2 separate regions of the Mus musculus genome follow, and region 1 is linked to region 2. The links are chromatin contacts, called in public promoter capture Hi-C maps. All regions are on one chromosome and are shown on one strand. Each heading gives the region's core, a stretch centred on a gene start, on an enhancer-like site or on the middle of the called end of the contact. The rest is flanking DNA. Distances are from core to core; before and after follow the strand shown.

Region 1 (4,343 bases), core at 850-3,349, 91 kb after region 2:
CCGATACATTGCACGTTGTTAGCAAAGAATCCTTCATCACCTGTCCTCTCACATGCTGGCTTTAGCAGAACATCCTTTCTCCTGTGTCTGCTTCAGCTAAACGTTCCTTTGTGTGTTTATTCCAGCAAAACACCATCCAACTGACTTTCCAAAGAACCCTTAAGTTTCCATTTCAGACCACCTGCCCAGAGGTGTCGCCATCTTCAGGAGGCTGTGCCGCAAGCTGTGTGGCTTTGGGACTGAACTGACTGAAGTGACAGGGTATAAAGAAATGACAGACATAGATACAGAAAAGCTGGGAGTGGGTAGGATGTGCGTTTCGATGGAGACACCTTAGCAGCCCAGAAACTCAGTTTAGGTGGTAAGTTTACCACATACTGCTGAGGAAGGAGGGGGTGTCTGTGGGGGGAGCAGTCCTCAAGCTGCAGTCATCCAATAGGAGGGGCCTGTAATTGATACTTCCTGCACACTCACGACATCAGTCCTCAGACCAGAAGGCCCTACTGTTCCCATGGGTCTGAGGCATTGGGGTCCTTGGCCTGGCTGTGCTCAAGCCAACGGTACACATCCACTCAGAGTTCCATATACTCTCCACAGGGCTGGACTCTTCTCTTATCAATTAGCAATCTAGTAAATGCCCCACCAACTTGCCTACAGGCAACCTAAAAGAAGCATTTCCTTAACTGAGGTTCCTCTTTTCCAGGTAATTCTAACTTGTGTCAAATCAACCAATAAAAACAAAACAAAAAACCCAGGAGAGTGTTCAGCCTCCCATTGTCACCACAAATACCAATCGATTCTGTATCTTCAATTCCCAACATCTCACACCCTGAACCATCAGTTTCCTAACACAGTCTGAAGGGGTGTGAGTGTGTGTGTGTGTGTGTGTGTGTGTGAGAACTTCTAGGTATGGAAAGCTGATATTTAGCTCCAGGTCATAAGAAAAACCACAAGAACACTCTGAGGCAAGACTGCAAACATCCCGCCTTTGTCTTGGGACAAGAGAAAGAAAACACACTCTTCTAGGCATTTTGGGCAACGAGCCTAAAGACACTGGCATTCCCGTCAAATGTCACATCATATATTCTCTAAGCTCTGAATGTTCACAACTCTCACAATTCCAAATGTCTAAACCATTACTTCCAATTGTGCTCTCAGCTTCCCGCTATACATTATTTCCAGCCAACACATGGGCCACTGCAGACACAGCATGCCCTAAAGATGACCCACCTAGTGTTATATACAAAAAGACACTCTCTAGTGGTTAGAATAAGAAATATCTCCCACAGACTCATTTATTTGAACATGCTCAATTAATGGCACTGTGGGAGGTCATGGAACCTTTAAGAGGTGGAGCCTCGTCAAAAGAAGTATGTCACGGGGGGTGGGGGGGGTCAAGCGTGAAGGTTTGTAGTCTTAGCCCCTCCTTCCTGCTCTCACTCTCTGCTTCCCGTGTGTGGGTGAAATGTGATCAGCCAGCTTCCTGCTTGTGCACTTGTGCTGACACATGTTTTTTCCATAATGATGGACTCTGGTCCCTGGAACCGTAAGCCAAAATAAACTCCTTTCTTCCTTAAGTGGCTTTTGGTCATGGTACTTCATCACAGTAACAGGGAAGTAAGTAATACAGAGATTAGAGATATCTTCAGAGATAAAGTTCTTGGAAACTTTAGCTCCTGTGATTAATAGCTCAGTCTGTTTCATGCTAAAATATAGCAAAACAACTTGAGGCTGCATATTGTATAAAGAGATGCATTTGGCTCATGATTTTAGCTGACGAAGAGGGCCAAACAACATGGCGCTGGCCATATAGTAAGAGCTGTCCAGCGAAACATGGCAGAGAAACAGAAGGGAACAGACCAGCTGCAGAAGAGACCAAGTATGGAAGTGGCCTTGCTTTATAATAGCCTGGTCTTGTGAAACCTAATCCACTCCCTGGGCATTGACGTTAATTATTGGCAATGTCCCATCATGTAGTCATGACCTGCTAGGCCTGTTAATAGGTTTGCCCACCTCAATTGCTGTTCATACTGGGGACCAACCTTCCAGCCCATGAACCTCTGTGGGGCAAAGCATTTCCAAACCTGAGCTCTTAGGAAACTAATAGTGGACGGGTGCCACCAAAAGCAGCAAGCCAAAAGAAAACAGAGAAAGAAATGGGGCCCAGTAAACAGCGAAAACACACAAGAAAGGTGAAAAATTAAATCTTTACACAAAAGCTTTGCTAAAACAGAATGAGAGAGAAACCTGGCCAAATCAAAGCTGGAGAAAGCAAAAGTCGTGCCTGATAGCTGGACAAAAGCAAAGCTGGACTGAGAGTCAATCTAAAGGCATCGGAAATCAGGAAGACAGGGGAAAGCAGGGTGAAGGAGGGAGAGAGGGGCAGGCGAGAACAAGAAGAGGAGGGGCAGGGAGGAGGGACGGACTTGGGAAAAGACTTTATACATACACAACCCAAAAAAGTATAATGTCGGTTAAAGGAAAAAAACCCCACAATTTCGCATTAACAATCAGGGAAAATTGTCTCATACTATGAACAGAGTGTGAGTCCAACAGAAGGGGGAAAGGTGCAAATTCTCAAAATAGAAAAATCAATGGACAATTTTAGATTGATTAAAACTCATAAAAAAATGGTCTTCAAGTTGTGTTAGTTTTTATTTTTAAAATGTTTCCTTTGTGAACTATTTATAACACACAGAAAAACACCCAAGACAGAAAAGCTCAGCTTTAATGACCCTTTGCAAAACCAACACCCATGTGATCATGCAAGACAAAACCCAGAGAGCTCCGCCAGCACCCTGAGGCCTTGGCCACTCTCTTCCCAATTAGCACCCTGTCCTCCCAAACATTACCTTACCTTTTACAGTTGACCCTGTCCTCAGAGGCTAAGCAAGCATGTCGCCTACAGGCTGTAGTTTCGTTCTGTCTGGGTTTCGAGGATTATATATGTGATGTTTTTATGGGAGAGGGCTTTTTTTCACACACTGAGCCCGTATGAGTTGCATAGGTAAGAGAGTGTTTTTATTGGCATATCATTTTCGTTTACATGACTATACCATAAAAAATTGTGCACACGCATGTGTGCACACAGATTCACACTTTATTACACTCAGATGGACACTGGATAATTTCTTGACTAGGATATTATGACTATGGCTATCTATAATCTAGGACAGATTCCCTTTCTCTCTCTCTCTCTCTCTCTCTCCCTCCCTCCCTCCCTCCTTTCTTTCTTTCTTTCTTTCTTTCTTTCTTTCTTTCTCTTTTTCATCGAGTCTGCACCAGGACAGAATCGTTCAGACATAGCAGTCAGCTTTCTAAAGTGGTGGCACCAATACCCACGCTCACCCCTAGTGTGTAAGGATTCCTGCTTCCTGAAGTCTTCACCAACTCAGTGATTGAAGTCACTGTGGGCAACATGGGAGCACACTGCATGTGAGTTCTTAATCACATTCCCCTGAAGATTTATACACATAAGCTTTTCCTGTGTTGATTAAGTAGAGACTTACTTAGTTTTACTTTCTGTGTCAGTATTTTGCCTGTGTGTACGTGTACCACGCGAGTGCTGCACCCACAGAGGCGAGGGAGCATCCTATCCTAGAGCAACAGATGGCTGTGAGTTGCCCTGTAGGTGATGGGAGCCCAACCCGGTCTTCTGTAAGAGCAGCGAATGCCCTTAACCACCAAGCCATCTCTTCAGTCCCCAGCTCCACGTCATCCTTCAGGGTACTCAGTCTTTCTCTCACACACACGACAGCTAACTCTAATTTTCCTTTCACTATCTTAACTGTGTCTTCATGGACTAAATGTTTCAGTTTTATCGATTCAATTTAATCTGACTTTTCCTCTTATGGGGCTTCACTGGATCCTGTAAACTCTTTTCGAACCAAAATTATGAGTCCACTGTCCTAAGATTACCTTCTAGAAAATTTAACATTTCATTCATCACACTTGGATATAGAATTTATTTTTGATGGGTTTGGGTCTGGTCAAGATTTATCATTTTTCTATACTAATATCCATTACTCATAGGGTTGTCTCTTAAAAGAAAAAACCTGGGCTGGAGAGATGGCTCAGCAGTTCAGAGCACTTCCTGTTCTTGCCAAGGTCCCATGTCCAGCATCCCATGGCAGCCTGCAACACCTACAACTCCAGTTCCTAAGGGCCTGATGCCCTCTTGGCCTCTGGGGACACATTCACACACAAGGTGGACGCAGCTCACACAGGCATATAAATAAAAATCAGTAAATCTTTAAAAAGAGATAAGAGCCTGTCTTATACCTCTCTCCTCTAGGACCATGTTTGTCATCGGACTGTGTCCTAGATGCCCAAGTGATCCTGGG
Region 2 (3,845 bases), core at 1,288-3,787:
ACAAATCCTTGCTGGCTAAGGTGGCATGTGCCATTAATCCCAGTCCCCTGGAGGCAGAGGCAGGTAGATCTCATAGTTTAAAGCCAGCCAGGTTCATAAATCAAGTTCCAGTGCTAAGCGACACCCTATCTTAAAACAGTAAAAAGGAATCTCACACTTCACATTTCCTCATCTTCTTCAGAGAACCTTTTGTGAAATGCCCTTTCTCGGATGTCATAAAGCCATTAGAAACAAAAAAGGGCTGGGCATGGTAGCATATGCCTTTAAAAACCAGCACTAGGGAGGTAGAGAAGGGCTGATCTCTGTGAGTTCGAGGCCAACCTGGTGTACAAAGCAAGTTCCAGGACAGCCACAGCTGTTCTTATACAGAGAAAGCCTGTATCAAAAAACAAACAAAACAAAACAAACAACAAACCAGAAATCCACACATTTTATAAAGGACTCATTTTCATTCCAACCCTTGATAAGAGCATAGTGTATAAACTTCTACTGGAAATTACTTCTAACTAAACAATGTCTGACTATACTGGCTGAGAACCTATCAGCAGAGAGAATGGCCTTCTTTGCAGGCAGGAGTAGCCGAAACAAGAGCCAGAGTTCCCTTCCATGGGTCTTAATTCACCCCCTAGCTAGCCAGGACCACCAAAGGGAAGCAACTCACAGGCACTCGCAGAAGACAATGACCATGTATATTAATGTGGCCTGCACCGGGCCCACACTTATGTGTAAACAGCCATCTGTTAAATATTTAAATATTTATGGTCAAATATTTAAAGGCAATTTTAAATAAAACAATGGAAAGAAAAAGAAATCCCGAGACAGACATAAAAAACATCAAACTCCCTTATTGCTTGAGAACAGGCTAGCTGGTTTCTCCATCTTTATGAACAGCTTACAAAGGGCATTAACGACTAAGAGTTGTTTGTTAAATGAATAAGTGAAAGAATGCTCATATTTGATTTGCTATCTTTGATACATAGAAAAGTCAGTTGACTTTAACATCTTTTAGATCAAGCCACATTTAAATTAAATATATATTTAATCTCACAATTTTCAGTCTGGCCCATCCAGGTTACATCAACTAGAAGAATTTTAAGAGTTACCATAAACTAAGTAGTACCTCCTGAGCAGCATGCTAAGTACTTAATGAGTTATTTAATTTTCCTATCATCTCCATAAAGTAAACAAGTTTCAGAAATTATGTCCAAGGTCATTTGGCCAGGAAGCAGAAAGGATAAGTCCCAGGATGTATTAGTTACTTGCCTGCTGCTGTGATAAAATCTTTAACAAAGGCAACTGGGGGAAGGGGTTCTCTGCTCACACTGTGAGCGTACAGCCTGCGGAGGAAGGGAAGCCATGGAGGTAGGGGCAGAGGCTGGTGAGGCTGGTGGCTACATTGTATCCAAGATTAGGAACCAAAGGATGCTTCTGCTCAGCTTCCTTCCCCCTATTTAATCAGTCTGGGTCCTCGGCTCGTAAAAAAGGCATCCTCTATATTTAGAGTGGGTCTTCCCACACCAATTAACCTAATGTAGAACCTTCCAGGAAGACATGCCCAGAGGTTTGTTTCTATGGTGATTCTAAATCCCACCTCCCACCCCCAAAGTTGACAATCTAGATTAGTCATCACAGGGAGTAACAACATGGATCCGCTGCTTTAGACTGGGTTGGTAGGACCACTCCCTAAAAACAGCCTTAGCATACATTTTCAGACTTATATTTGTTGATTAAAACCAGCCCTCCTCCCGTCCTCCCCCACTGTCCTGGAAGCCAGGGTTGTTTTCATTCGGTCTGACAATTGCATTTGGCCTCTCAATCTCGTCAGCCATCAATCAGTCCGCAGCTCTAGAACAGCCCAGAAACACTATCACTCAATTCTACCTGCCCTCTCCCCAGCATGAGCAGATCTTTGACTGGAACAAAATAAGCTGTCCAGAATGTCCAACCCGGCCCCTTAGCTGAAGCCCGAGCTGGAGCTGATGACACGACAAGTGGAATCTGCCCATGGCTCACTCTGCTGCTCTCTTGTTTTGTGACTCCCATGGCCTTCAAATTTCTTGATATGTATCTTATAAATTCCCACCCCCTCCAAATGATGGGGACCAGCAAGCAAACGAGAGAGTAAAAGTACTTTCTGAACAAATCAAATCACTTCTAGAGTAAAGATGTTAGAGTCATCCTTTGAAACAGGGCAGGGTGTGGTAACTGCAGCCAGTCTTCACCAGGCCTAAGCATCCAGCCGCTCTGGTGTGTGCATGGCTTTTATGAATCAAATGTTCCCAGGGAACACCTGGAGTCCTTATGGAAGGTGCAAACAGGGCAGGCAGCAGGCACATGGCCTGGAGGTCTCAGAGTCAGATCTTGGGAGACTTCTGTAGCTTGGCTTTTGTTTTATAATATTTGGGTTTCATTTATGACTGAAGCATGACTTTCTCTGGTAATGAGTAACTCGTGGCTAAGATTAATTGCCTAACTGTAATTACATTTGCCTTGCGTACCACATGTTGTAAGCAAGCCACCAGGGCACCAACTAGGGCAAGGAGCTGTGGCTGTTCTAAGAGTTTTAGTGTCTGAGTATTTCACCATCCCCAAAACACAGGACTCTGGCCTCTCTTGTCCAAAAAAAAAAAAAAAAAAAAAAAAAAAGACTCGAAATCACAGAGAATCACACAGATAGGACTTTTACAACCTAACCAGCCATCTCTGCTTCCTCACGCAGCAGCCTCCATTTTGAACCTGAGTTTCTTTTCTGCTTTCTGGACTCTCTCATTTTCTCCAATGTATTCATTCAGGGGAGGGGGAGGACGGAGCCATAAATGTCATTTCATATTCTAAGCAATTTGCTATAGGCAACTACACCATTACTTTGTACAAATAAATTTACATAAATCATTATTAGAATGCTCTATCTTGGCAACACTATTTGGTTCCCAGAGCACAAATTAAATGCATGCTTAAAGTGGAATATTTTAAAGTTATTTCTATATTGTTTATGAGACAAGATTAGAAGTTTCTACCTAGTTTTTCTTTCAGAACGGGCGCATTTTCTTTTTGTTTGTACATCTCCGAAGCACGTGTGTGAGATCCCGAGGGGGATCGGTGGGGGGGGGGTGTGTGTGTGTCTTGAAGCAAGCAATGCAAGCTGACTGTCACATGTGGCTCCGTGGTGAGCCACTGGTCCTTCTGAGCTCGTGTGCTTGGTTCGGAACACTAACGAGGAAGCATTTAGGGAAATGACCACATGGTCTTGCATTTTGTTGAACAGTTTTTTGCTTAATACGCTTTTGTCCTGCAGGCTTTCTGGTCTGTGTTGACTGTGGTTAGGCCTTTCATTCGGATATGGTCCCATGGAGCCCGAGCTGGTTTGGAACTTAGCTACAGAAGTCTCCCAAGCTCTGACTCAGAGACCTCCAGGCTGCGTGCCTGCTGCCTGCCCTGTTCACACCTTCCATAAGGACTCCAGGCGTTCCCTGGGAGCGTTTGAATACTCACTGGAGTATTCCCAGTGTATACAGTGTTTCAGACTAAGCCTAAGACTTTCATATGCTAGGCAGGCACTCCACCAACCAAGGTCTACCTCCAGTCCCCCAACACGCTTTTCTATTTTATTTATTTCATCGTTTTTAAAGTTTTTTTTTAATTTATGTATGTGTGTGAACCTGCACCAATGTCTGTGCATGTGTGTGCAGAAGCCAGGAAACCAGAATAGGCTGTCCAGGCAATGGAACTGGAGTTGTGGGCAGTGATAAGAGCCCCCATGAAGGAGCTGGGAGCTGAATCCCAGTCCTCTTCAAGAGCAGTCAGTGCTCTTTTTGTTGATTGTTTGTTTGTTTGTTTCAAAACAG

The links. Promoter capture Hi-C pulls out the DNA fragments that hold promoters and counts their contacts.
Region 1: a contact with region 2 is called in a promoter capture Hi-C map of liver, with 3 times the contacts expected there. The contact joins two enhancer-like sites. A contact is called at or near these places in 3 of 39 promoter capture datasets (liver and pre-B cells), 3 of 484 Hi-C or Micro-C datasets (cortical neurons and liver) and 1 of 9 other capture datasets (pancreatic islet).

The regions. Positions count from the first base shown.
Region 1 is chr12:99,534,647-99,538,989 of GRCm38.p6, forward strand. It overlaps a transcript of Foxn3 not described here. Among named protein-coding and RNA genes, the nearest start is that of Gm26839, 27 kb to the right of the region's middle. Within about 2 kb of position 2,100, at least 3 of the 459 cell types and tissues checked have an H3K27ac peak or open chromatin away from gene starts, as enhancers often do. A contact at or near this core is called in liver, where this site is marked.
Region 2 is chr12:99,442,939-99,446,783 of GRCm38.p6, forward strand. All of the region lies in intron 1 of Foxn3 (forkhead box N3), which reads right to left. Among named protein-coding and RNA genes, the nearest start is that of Foxn3, 5.2 kb to the right of the region's middle. Within about 2 kb of position 2,538, at least 15 of the 459 cell types and tissues checked have an H3K27ac peak or open chromatin away from gene starts, as enhancers often do. A contact at or near this core is called in liver, where this site is marked.